Regions from separate parts of the Mus musculus genome. Here region 2 is linked to region 1. Evidence: chromatin contacts called from public HiChIP or PLAC-seq data. All regions are on one chromosome and are shown on one strand. The core of a region is the stretch at or near the end of the contact, and the rest is flanking DNA. Distances in the headings are between cores, read along the strand shown. Region 1 overlaps Gm29899 (a long non-coding RNA gene). Region 2 holds the start of Kcnk16 (potassium channel, subfamily K, member 16).

Region 1 (5,048 bases), core at 1,926-4,425:
TTTCTCAAGTACAGGCAAGAAGCTGGAGGCTCAGCTGCCTGAGGGAGCTGTAGGGAAGGGATTCTTTTCTTTCTTTTTAACAATTTATTTACTTTTTATTTCTTTTTACATGCATTGGTGTTTGGTCTACATGTATGTCTGTGTGAGATACCAGATCCTGGAGTTACAGACACTGTTGATCTGCCATGTAGGTATTGGAAATTGAACCTGGGTCCTCTGGAAGAGCAGTAAGTGCTCTTAACCACTGAGCCATCTCTCCAGTCCAAAAGCAGGGATTCTTAAACTTTTCCTCTTACAACCCTTTTCATTTGAGAAATTTTTACATGAATCTGGACATACAGGTATATAAAATAGTCATACACATCAACTATTTACTGATAATGAATCATAATTCATTTTAAAGTAATGCTTTGGTATTTTCATCATTTATTAAAGAAAAACAAATTTGCATGCTAATGAAATATGCTTATTTATTTATACGTAAAAAATTAAATCTTAGGTAAATATTTAATATTGTGGGACAGTATTTTTCATTATTTCTACATTTTAGAATTGATTGATTTTGACTTTATAATTCTAAGAATAAATAAATACTTAGCAGACAGTGACAAAGGTATATTGACAGCAATTTCAGAAATTGTTGGAAATTCATTACGTGTTTGTTCTTAGGAAAGTTAAGTCAGCAATTCAAAGAGCAATTTTTGAAGCCAAACATTTCAACATAATGAAACCCAGAGCTGTATGGATTTGACATTTACATGCTGAGAGGCATAATGGTCAGATAACACTGGAAGTCTTTGTCTTCTGAAGTGAGACGACTGTGTTGCTAGGAAAGCAGAGAACTATAGGAAAAGCTCTGTAGTTCAAAGCACACAACAGTCTTAGCTCTGAGCCCAGGCGCTTTGCTGGGTACTCCTTACTCTTGCCAGCACGACACATATCTTTTATTGTTGCTAAACACTGGGTGAGCGCCAGCTCAAGAAGTTTTGGTTTTAGATTTAAGAGCTGATGAGGCACGGAGCTGGGATGCCAGTGTAGGTGTCTGCTTCCAGCCTGCCAGTGTGATCTGCTACGGGTTTACCACCTGGGGTTCTGGTAGGGAAAAGACGCTGTTTCATAGTGTTTGTGGTTCTCATGATATAAATATCCCCACCATGGCTAGTCGCAAGCTGCCAACTTGATTGCACTGAACAAACTTGTTAAGAAATCTACCACATCTATTCTTTCTGGCATCAGTTGTCATCGTCAGCTCACCAAGATCGCCTTGTATGTACTAATGCCATCAAATACCCTGAGGAGCCTAGCACACTTGTTTTGTCACCTGACCCTCTGTTCTCCAGCAGTCATTCCCACAGAGGTCCATCCCAGAACAACCATTGGAGGAACCCAGCCAGGCACTACCCTGGAGGTTTACACGGTGTTTCTAACTCAACTTGCCCATAACCATTTCAAGGAGACACTACTGTTTTCCTTACTTCCTTAAAAATTAATTTAGAGGTCTGGAGAATTTAAATGGTTTGGTGAAGATCACACAGAATACAAGTGAAGTGTGTCTAGACTAAGGCTAGACCAGACTCTTGCACCTTGCAGGTGACCTTTAGAGAAGGCATTGAGAAGTTAATGAAGACTGGCAAGAAGCAGTTTTACACAAGTGCTATGGGACAGATGTTATTTTCCCTATATGATACCAAACGTTGGTTACCTGAACTGGTGATAGCAGACATTGTAAACATCAAGATATTGGCTGTGTTTACATTTTTTTAAATCTGAACTTTCCATGGGTGTGATGATGTACAACTTTAACCCCAGCACTTGGGAGGCAGAGTCAGGCAGATCTCAGAGTTTGAGGCCATCATGGTCTATAGAGTTCCAGGATAGTTAGGGCTACATAGAGAAACCCTATCTCATTAAAAGCCAAACCAAAATCAAAACCTAACCAAAACTCAAAATCAAACAAAATTTTAGACATTTTAATAAGGCAGTTCTGATGGAGAAACAGATGTCTAGAATTGAGTCCACAGTCTGCTACCAGAAGCTTCATCTCTGAAACAATGCCATTTTGAGTCTTTGGTCAAAAAAAAGATAACAATTTTTTTAAATTAATTAATTTTGAGACAAGGCTTCACTATGTAGCCCTGGCTGTCCTGGAATTCACTATGTAGACCACACTGACCTCAAACTCACAGAAATCCCTCTGCCTCTGCCTCCTCTGCCTCTGCCTCTGCCTCTGCCTCTGCCTCTGCCTCTGCCTCTGCCTCTGCCTCTGCCTCTGCCTCTGCCTCTGCCTCTGCCTCTGCCTCTGCCTCTGCCTCTGCCTCTGCCTCTGCCTCTGCCTCTGCCTCTGCCTCTGCCTCTGCCTCTGCCTCTGCCTCTGCCTCCTGACTGCTGGGATTAAAAGCATGCACCAGCATATCCAGCTTGTGATAATCAATTTTTGAAAAGTATTTTTAGATTTATTTATCTCATTTTATGTGTATATTTTGCCTGTATGTGCATACATGTGTGCCAGGGGCCTGTGGGAGCCCAGAAGGGGGAGTCTGGTTCACAGAAACTGGAGTTGGGGATGGTTCTAAAACCACAAGTGTTCTTCTCTGCTGAGCCACCTCCCCAGACCCTATAACTAATTTTTAAACAAAATTCATGGGCCTTAAAAGCATGTCTAGGAGCCAGGCAGTGGTGGCACATGCCTTTAATCCCAGCACTTGGGAGGCAGACAGATTTCTGAATTCGAGGCCAGCCTGATCTACAGAGTGAGTTCCAGGACTGCCAGGACTACACAGAGAAACCCTGTCTGGAAAAACCAAAAAAAAAAAAAAAAAAAGGAAGAAAGAAAAAGAAAAACAAACAAACAAACAAAAGTATGTCTAGGGGCTAGAGAGATAAGAAAAAGAAAGGAAAAGAGGGAGGGAGGGAGGGAGGGAGGGAGGGAGGGAGGGAGGGAGGGAGGGAGGGAGGGAGGGAGAGTGGCAAACAGGTGTGCTGGCCTGTGATTGAAATTCCAGTACTGAAAAGATAGACTCACTGGCAGCCAGCAAGGCTATGAACTCTAGGCCAGTGAGAGATCCTTTCCCAGGAGAGAGAGGTGGCAGGCAGGCACACATACAGTCACACACAGCCCCATACTTACCCCACACACTAAGAAAAGACAAGGAAGGAAAGGCATGCCTGTGGTCTACAATAGAGGTGTGGTGATGCATTCCTCTAGCCACAGAACTTGAGAGGCTAAAGATGGGAGATAAAGAGTTTGAGGCTAGCCCAGGCTATATAGCAAGACTTTGTTTGTTTGTTCAAAAACAAGGGTGGGGGAGTAAATGTGTCAACTAGTTGTTCCCACAGTGCTGAGAGGTCCTGAGTGGCTCATGAGCCTGGCACTCCTCCTGTCCCTCTGCAGTCTTTGCAGTTATTTCTCCTGTTTCTTTGGCTTTTTTATTTCTCCTGACTTTAAAGCTTCAACAGATGGACTAAACATCATTGCCCAGGCCCCTCTGAGGGTCCTCATCCAGCATGGGGTTGGGTGCGTTCAGAAACAGGCCCGAGGAAACCACAAGCAGGCTTAGGTTGAGAATTGCTGTGCACGAAATCAAATCCTCTTCATTCTGCTCTGACCAGAAAGAATGTTGAGAAAGAAGAGCCTGGCTCTGCTTCCCTGTGGATGTGATAAAGTCTGAGACTTGCAAAAAAGCTTAAGTAGTGCAACTTGTGTAAGAAGAATTCCTTGGGTGCACTTACTATAAACAAAGGGTCCTTGGCACGAACAGAGAACTGAACAGCTGCAGCTGCAAGAGATTTGCTTAGACAACCAAAACATTAAATACTCTTGGGGGAGAGAGGGGGAGGGGGAGGGGGGAGGGGGGAAGGGGAGAGGGAGAGAATGTCCATCTTCTTTCTACATCTCTGTAGCCCTTCTAGGACTAAGTGTGCCTATCTATGGCTGAAAGGAACACTAAGCATGACTGGATCTTCCCTTTATTTCTTTCAAGTTAAGTAAACACCAGGGTCTGAGGTTAAGTCACTAGACATAAATCAAATAAATAAAAAAGAGGACACTGGTGGGACTTGAGCTTCCCAGAGGATATTATACAAGCTAGTGGGAGTGACTGATGCAGTAAGAATTGCCTTTTAATGAGATTATTGTGGCTCCACATTGGAATCAGCTTACTTAATGTGGGAAAGCCTAGGGAAGCAACAACACAGCATCATGCATTTCTTGGTCGTCTTGCTCACCCTTATGGTACTGCAACTATCCAGACTCAGTTTCCTCAGGCATCACCATGAAGTCAACTAGACCTTGTTTCATGTCTCTGCAGAATTCAATTAATCATATGTTACTAAAATAACTGCTACATGCTCAAAGCATGAAATATGTAATTTCATCTTTTACAACAAATGTACAATTAACTGTGCTTATCTCTGCATAAAAGGAACTTTTAAAGCATGATGGCATTTTCCCTTTATTTCAAGTCAAGCAAACACAGAGGTCTAAGATTAAGATTACTAAACCATACTAGTAGATTTTACCCCAAATTTTACTAGTTTATACTAGAAGTACTATTGTTATTATTTTGGAACATGGAATTGTCAAATTATGACTTTTCAATTTCAAGAAAGTGTCTCCTGGGCCATCACGAACTCACTTTCATCCCACGCTGGACTCAAACTCTTAATTCTTGGGCCTCAGTTTCCCCAGTGCTGAAATTAAAGGCATGTGTCACCAATCTTCACAATCCGTTATCGTTTTTATTTTTAATAACAAGCATGTATCATCTCTGAAATAAAATCATCACTATGTCAAACATCTGGATGTAGAGGTAACGGTCTCAACATCAAATAATGACTAGTTGTTACAGTTAGAACAATACAAGTTAAAACTATAACATAATACTGTTTTGTGCCAACGATCCTGATTGCATGGCTGCAGGAGGATAAAGCAGCAACCACACCGAATGCTGGAGCAGACGCAGCAAGATTAAATCATTTACACATCACTGGAGGCTGCAAGGGGCACAGCCACTCAGGGGTGCGGGCAAGCACTGTTAATAAGTTAAACA
Region 2 (5,041 bases), core at 2,088-4,587, 530 kb after region 1:
GTGTGTGTGCACATGTGTGCTTTATGTGTGTGTGTGTGTGCACATGTGTGCTTTATGTGTGTGTGTGCACATGTGTGCTTTGTGTGTGTGTGTGTGTGTGCACACGTGTGCTTTATGTGTCTATGTTTTGTGTTCCTAGAACAGAAGCCTTAACAGGCTCGAACTTGTGCCCTTAACCCCTTATGGGAAATGGGCAGGGTTCCCTCCCCCCAAACTCTAGGCTTCTCCCTTTAGCTGGGAACTTGCTTTAGGGTGGTGGCTCGGCCTTGGTATCTTGCGGTGCTCTAAAGGCAGAGGAGCCATTGAGAAGTATGGTTGCTCCTGCCTCTTTCCTATGGGAACTGATGTTCACCAGCTGGGTGGAGGCCTCCTGGCCCTCACTTGGGCAGACTTTAGCCTCCTCTTTCCCACACACCCAGGGAGCTGGGGCAGGCATTCCAGAGTGTGTCCTCTCCCTAGAGACTTTCACCCTTGGGCCTAGCATTTGCCCAGCTCCTCAGTGCATCTCTGAGCCTTCCAACCTGTGGAGAAGGGGTTCTGACTCCTCTGATGGCTCTGGGTGTGGCTGAGTAGCCTCAGGGAATCCCATGGTAATGGAGAAAGGGGCTGATGTACATACAAACTTGCTTCCTCGTGGAATCAAGTTTGAACACCATACTCAGCACTGTGTGTGACTCAGTGTATGAGTTCCCCAGGAAACGGATTCCCCCAAAACTGATTTCCAGGCTCCACTTACCCTGGGAGGTGAGGATTTGTCCTGCAACTGAGGACTTTCAGGGGTGTGTCTGTTTCATCTTTCCTAGTGAGTCCTCAAACTAAGCACAGGCCCCTTGGGATGCAGTCAGATCTGGTCCATCCTTGCCCCTTGACTACAGAGCTGGTTTAAGCCTTGCCACCTGTCTGCCCACTCCTCGTTCCTGGCTCCACTACCAGCCCAGGGCAGGAGGTTTGGAGGGTGTTCCTGACTCAGGCTTACTTCTGGGATGTTGAGGGGGCTGGAAATGAGCATCATCCCTGAGTAACTCTATATTCAGAGTATATCCACATATAGAACAACAGAACAGTCCACTCTGTTCACATCTCATCTAGTAAGCCTGTTGCTCTCAGTCCCAAGAGAAGTCTCAGGGCCTCAGCACCACCTGGTGAGCTCACCCAAAGTGCCTGAGTCAGCAGGTCTGGGTGGATGCTGACGCTTGCTCTCCTGACATGCTCTCAGGCGTTGCTGCTGGTGAGGGAGGGCCACAGACTCCACCTTAAAAATTCTCGCTTTCAGCAGTGCCCTGTCCTCACTGGGTGAGCTGGTTCATGGAATGAAAAGTAGAGAGCTCCCCAGCGAGAAGAATGGGTGTGAGTTCTGCCTCAGCCAGTGACTGTGCAGACTTGTCGACACCCTGCATCTCTCACCTGCAAGCTGAAGGCAGTGCTTGCAGTAAGCAACTGGGAAGAAAGCACCTGCAGGGTGCTCAGCCACAGGTGCTAAATGATGGTGGCCCAGAGCCCCGTCCCTACCAATGAATGCACATTCTCACTGTGCCAGCTTTGCTTGGCTTGTTGTTTGGTGTTCGCTAATACTACCTGTTCCACCTGTCTGTCCATCTTCTCAGTGCCCCACCTTTGCCCAAAATACCTAGTTTTGCTTTGTTTCTGAAAGAGAGGGAGGCAGGAGGAACCCAGGCAGGAAGTAAGACCACCTAGGGGTCCAGTTCTGGCAGCTTTCATCCACCCCACCTGGCCGCTGTCTACCAGCCCAGCTCGTTCTAACCTTTGTGTGTGTCTCTACCCAGGGAGATAGGCTGGGAGCCAGCCTATGGAGCAGCAGTCTGAGAAGTGGGCGAGTGTGAGAGGGGACATCTCTGGAGTGTTGAAGACTGACAGTTCATGTGTGTCGACTGCAGGTGCATTTTCTTTGTGGATGTACATGTGTCTATTCCCATTTGCTTATGTGCAGAGTTGTGTACGAATATGTTTGTGCAGGCGGCCAGGGCTCAACCACAGGTGTCATTCCACAGAGCCATCGGCCTTGTTTGGGTTTTGCCTTGAGACAGGGTCACTGAAATAGAGCTAGCCCTTTTGGTTAGGCTGCTCTGGCCTAGCCAGTGAGCTCTCAAGATCCACCTGTCTCCCCAACCCACCAACCCAATGCTGGGGTCACAGGCACTTGCAGCCATACCCAGAGATGTACATGGGGGCCAGGTCCCTCTACTTACAAAGTACTCTTTCCTACTAAGCTGTCTGTCTAGCTTTCCACCTTTCCTTTTCTCCTTCTTTCTTTCTTTCTTTCTTTCTTTCTTTCTTTCTTTCTTTTCTTTTCTTTTCTTTTTCTTTTTCTTTTTTTTCTTTTTTTTTTTTTGAGACTGGCTCTCTTACTGGCCTGAGGCTTGCCCATTTGGCAAGGCTGGCTGGCCATAGAGCCCAAGGGATCTGCCTGTCTAGGCCGTTCCAGTGTTGAGATTACAAGCCGCCATGCCTGACTTTTTTTTTTTAAATTACATTTTAATTAGTACATAACAGTGTGTGTGGATATGGGTGTGTTTATATGCATGTGGAAATGCATGTACCATTGTGTGCATGTCAAGATCAGAGGACAACTTCCAGGAGTTGTCTCTCCTTTCCCTATGTGAGTTTCAGGACTTGAACGGCAGCCATCAGGCTCTGCTCCGTGCCAAGTGCTTTTACTCGCTGAGCCATCTTGCCCGCCCACCTCTGGGGGTGTGGGGACATCTGGGTCTAGAACTCAGGTCCTTATATTTGTTTGGCAGATGCTTGGCTGAGCCAACTTCCCAATCCCAGATATATTTTTTCTTCTCATCTTACTGATGAGGACATTTAGGTTAAGTGACTGGCAAGGTCACATAACAGACCTGAGAATCGGGGCCCCGGACTAGATCTCTCCAGGCTCAAGCTTCCTCCACACTCTGCTTCCAAAGGGGAACCAACCTCTGGGTAGTGGCTCTGTTCCTGCCACTAGCCCCTCCATTGCCTCCCCACTCTTCCTGTCCCATTCTTTTGTACTCTCACCTGTACAAACTGCTCCAGGGCCTGCTGGTCTAGGCAGGTGTAGTTCTCTAAGAAGCGTAGCTTTTCCAGCTGGAACTGGTCCCTGGATTGAGCCTCTGCCTGCTTCTCCAGCAGCTGGAAGATGGTGGCCCCAAGCAGTAGGTAGCAGATATAGGCCAGAAGCAGGGGCAATACTTGGCCACCCCAGCAGCCGCAGACCCCAGCACGGGGCATGATGTGGCCAGGACTCTGCAGCAGCTGTCAGGGTGGCTGTGAAAGAGTTGGAAGAGGTGAGAGCCCCTGCCACTGCCTGCCCTGTCCTCCACCGCACAGGTGTCTGCGGCAGGGGAGTCTGTTTGAACAGTGTGGTGTGCAAACAGGCCTGCCATCCCCCACCCAGCCTTGTTTTTCCATGCAGAGCAGCAAGGCAGCAAATGCTTGGGCCCCTCAGGGACACCTATGAGCTCTTCCTGAGCTCATCTGGTCTTAGCTTCTGCTCCCAAGTGAGGCTGAGTGTCTGGGAGAGAATCTGATCAGGAGCCCACTCTGCTGGGACTGAAGGGATCTTGACAACTTCAGATTCCTCACTTGGGAAGGCTCTCGGCTCAAACACAGGAGGCTGGGAGGGAAGGCTCACGAGGGTGTGGGTTGCCCTTGCTTACAGAAGGGAATGGGGAGGATTGACCTGCCTATTGGGGGAACCTGGGACTGAGTAAACCAGAGTAAAACAAATCAAAGCAAAGTAAACAGGCAGATGACAGCCTTGCTTAGCAGCATTATCAATTGGTGCTACTGATACATGGACAGCCCTGGTTACCACCAGCTATCACTTTGGCCAATGGTTGGTCTTGTTTGAGACCCTTGAACAGGTTGTCTGAGGATGCTGAGCTCAGGAGATGAAAGTGGGGAGAAGACAGAACCGGACATGAGCCTCCACCCATATATTACTGTTGGTGACTCCTTTTTTTCCACAGGAGGACCCATAGTGCCTCGATTGATCTTTGGTAGATGCGACTACTTTACTGACATTATACAATAATTCACCTAACATACTGTGCATGTGTGCAGTTACTGATTTATTTTTTTCTTTTTAGTTGTTAGCTTAACCTTCAACAGCTGACCCGTCTCTCCAGATTTATCTATCTAGCTATCTATCTATCATCTATCTTCCTGTCTGCCTGCCTGCCTGCCTGTCTTGTTTTGGTTTTAAGACAAAGACTCAATGTAGCCCTGGCTGGGCTAGAGCACGGTATGTAGACCAGGCTGGCTTTAAATCCACACAGATCCACTATCTTCTGAGTGCCAGGATTAAAGTCATGTGACACCATGACCAGCTATCCCATTTTATTTATTTAAAAATATTTATTTAGCTTTATTTTGTGTGTATGGGTGTTTTGCCTGCATGTATGTCTGTGCAGCATGTGCAGGCCAGAAGAGGGTATCAGATCCCTTGGAACCTGAGCTGCAGGTGGTTGGGTGCTGGGAATGGAGCCTGAGTCTTCTAGAAGAGCAGATAGTGTGTGCTCTTAACCACTGAGCCATCTCCTCAGGCTTACTGTTTATTTCTTAATATTTATTTTTATATATGTGTGTGTTTGTGGGTGTGGATGCATGCATGTGTGGGTGGGTACCCATAGAGTCCAAGAGGGCGCCAAATGTCCTGAAGCTAGAATTACAGGCAGCTATGAGCTAACAAATGTGGGTACTGAAGTTTTAACACTGAAACACCTCTTCAGCCCACCCCCTATCTTCCTTTGAGACAAGATCTCATGGAGCTCAGGATGACCTCAAACTTGGCATCTAGCGGAGACTGACCTTGAGCTAATGCTCCTCTTGTTCTCCACATCCTTGGGGATGGGATTACATGTGTGCACTCCATGCTTGGTTTATAGGATGCTGGGGTCTAACCTAGGGCTTGATGAGCGCTAGGCAAGCATCCTACCAACTGAGCCACATCCCTAGCCTGTGTGTTTGGTGCCTGAGGCACTTAGCACAATCTTGTTTGCACATCCTTTTTTGTTTGTTTGTTTGTTTGTTTTGGTTT

What was found. HiChIP or PLAC-seq counts read pairs in DNA pulled down with a chosen protein or histone mark.
Region 2: an H3K27ac HiChIP or PLAC-seq map of extraembryonic endoderm stem cells shows a contact between it and region 1, with 13 times the contacts expected there. The contact joins the promoter of Kcnk16 here to the enhancer-like site in region 1. A contact is called at or near these places in 12 of 39 promoter capture datasets (3T3-L1-derived adipocytes, HPC-7-derived erythroid cells, cranial neural crest and 7 more), 1 of 115 datasets of contacts at active chromatin or transcription factors (extraembryonic endoderm stem cells) and 2 of 9 other capture datasets (adipose tissue and embryonic stem cells).

Annotation. Positions count from the first base shown.
Region 1 is chr14:19,734,621-19,739,668 of GRCm38.p6, forward strand. All of the region lies in intron 3 of Gm29899 (a long non-coding RNA gene), which reads left to right. Among named protein-coding and RNA genes, the nearest start is that of Nid2, 14 kb to the right of the region's middle. Within about 2 kb of position 3,176, at least 60 of the 459 cell types and tissues checked have an H3K27ac peak or open chromatin away from gene starts, as enhancers often do. A contact at or near this core is called in extraembryonic endoderm stem cells, where this site is marked.
Region 2 is chr14:20,265,932-20,270,972 of GRCm38.p6, forward strand. It overlaps Kcnk16 (potassium channel, subfamily K, member 16), which reads right to left and starts at 3,338. Exons shown (of 5, transcript NM_029006.2): 1 at 3,019-3,338. The coding sequence starts at 3,231.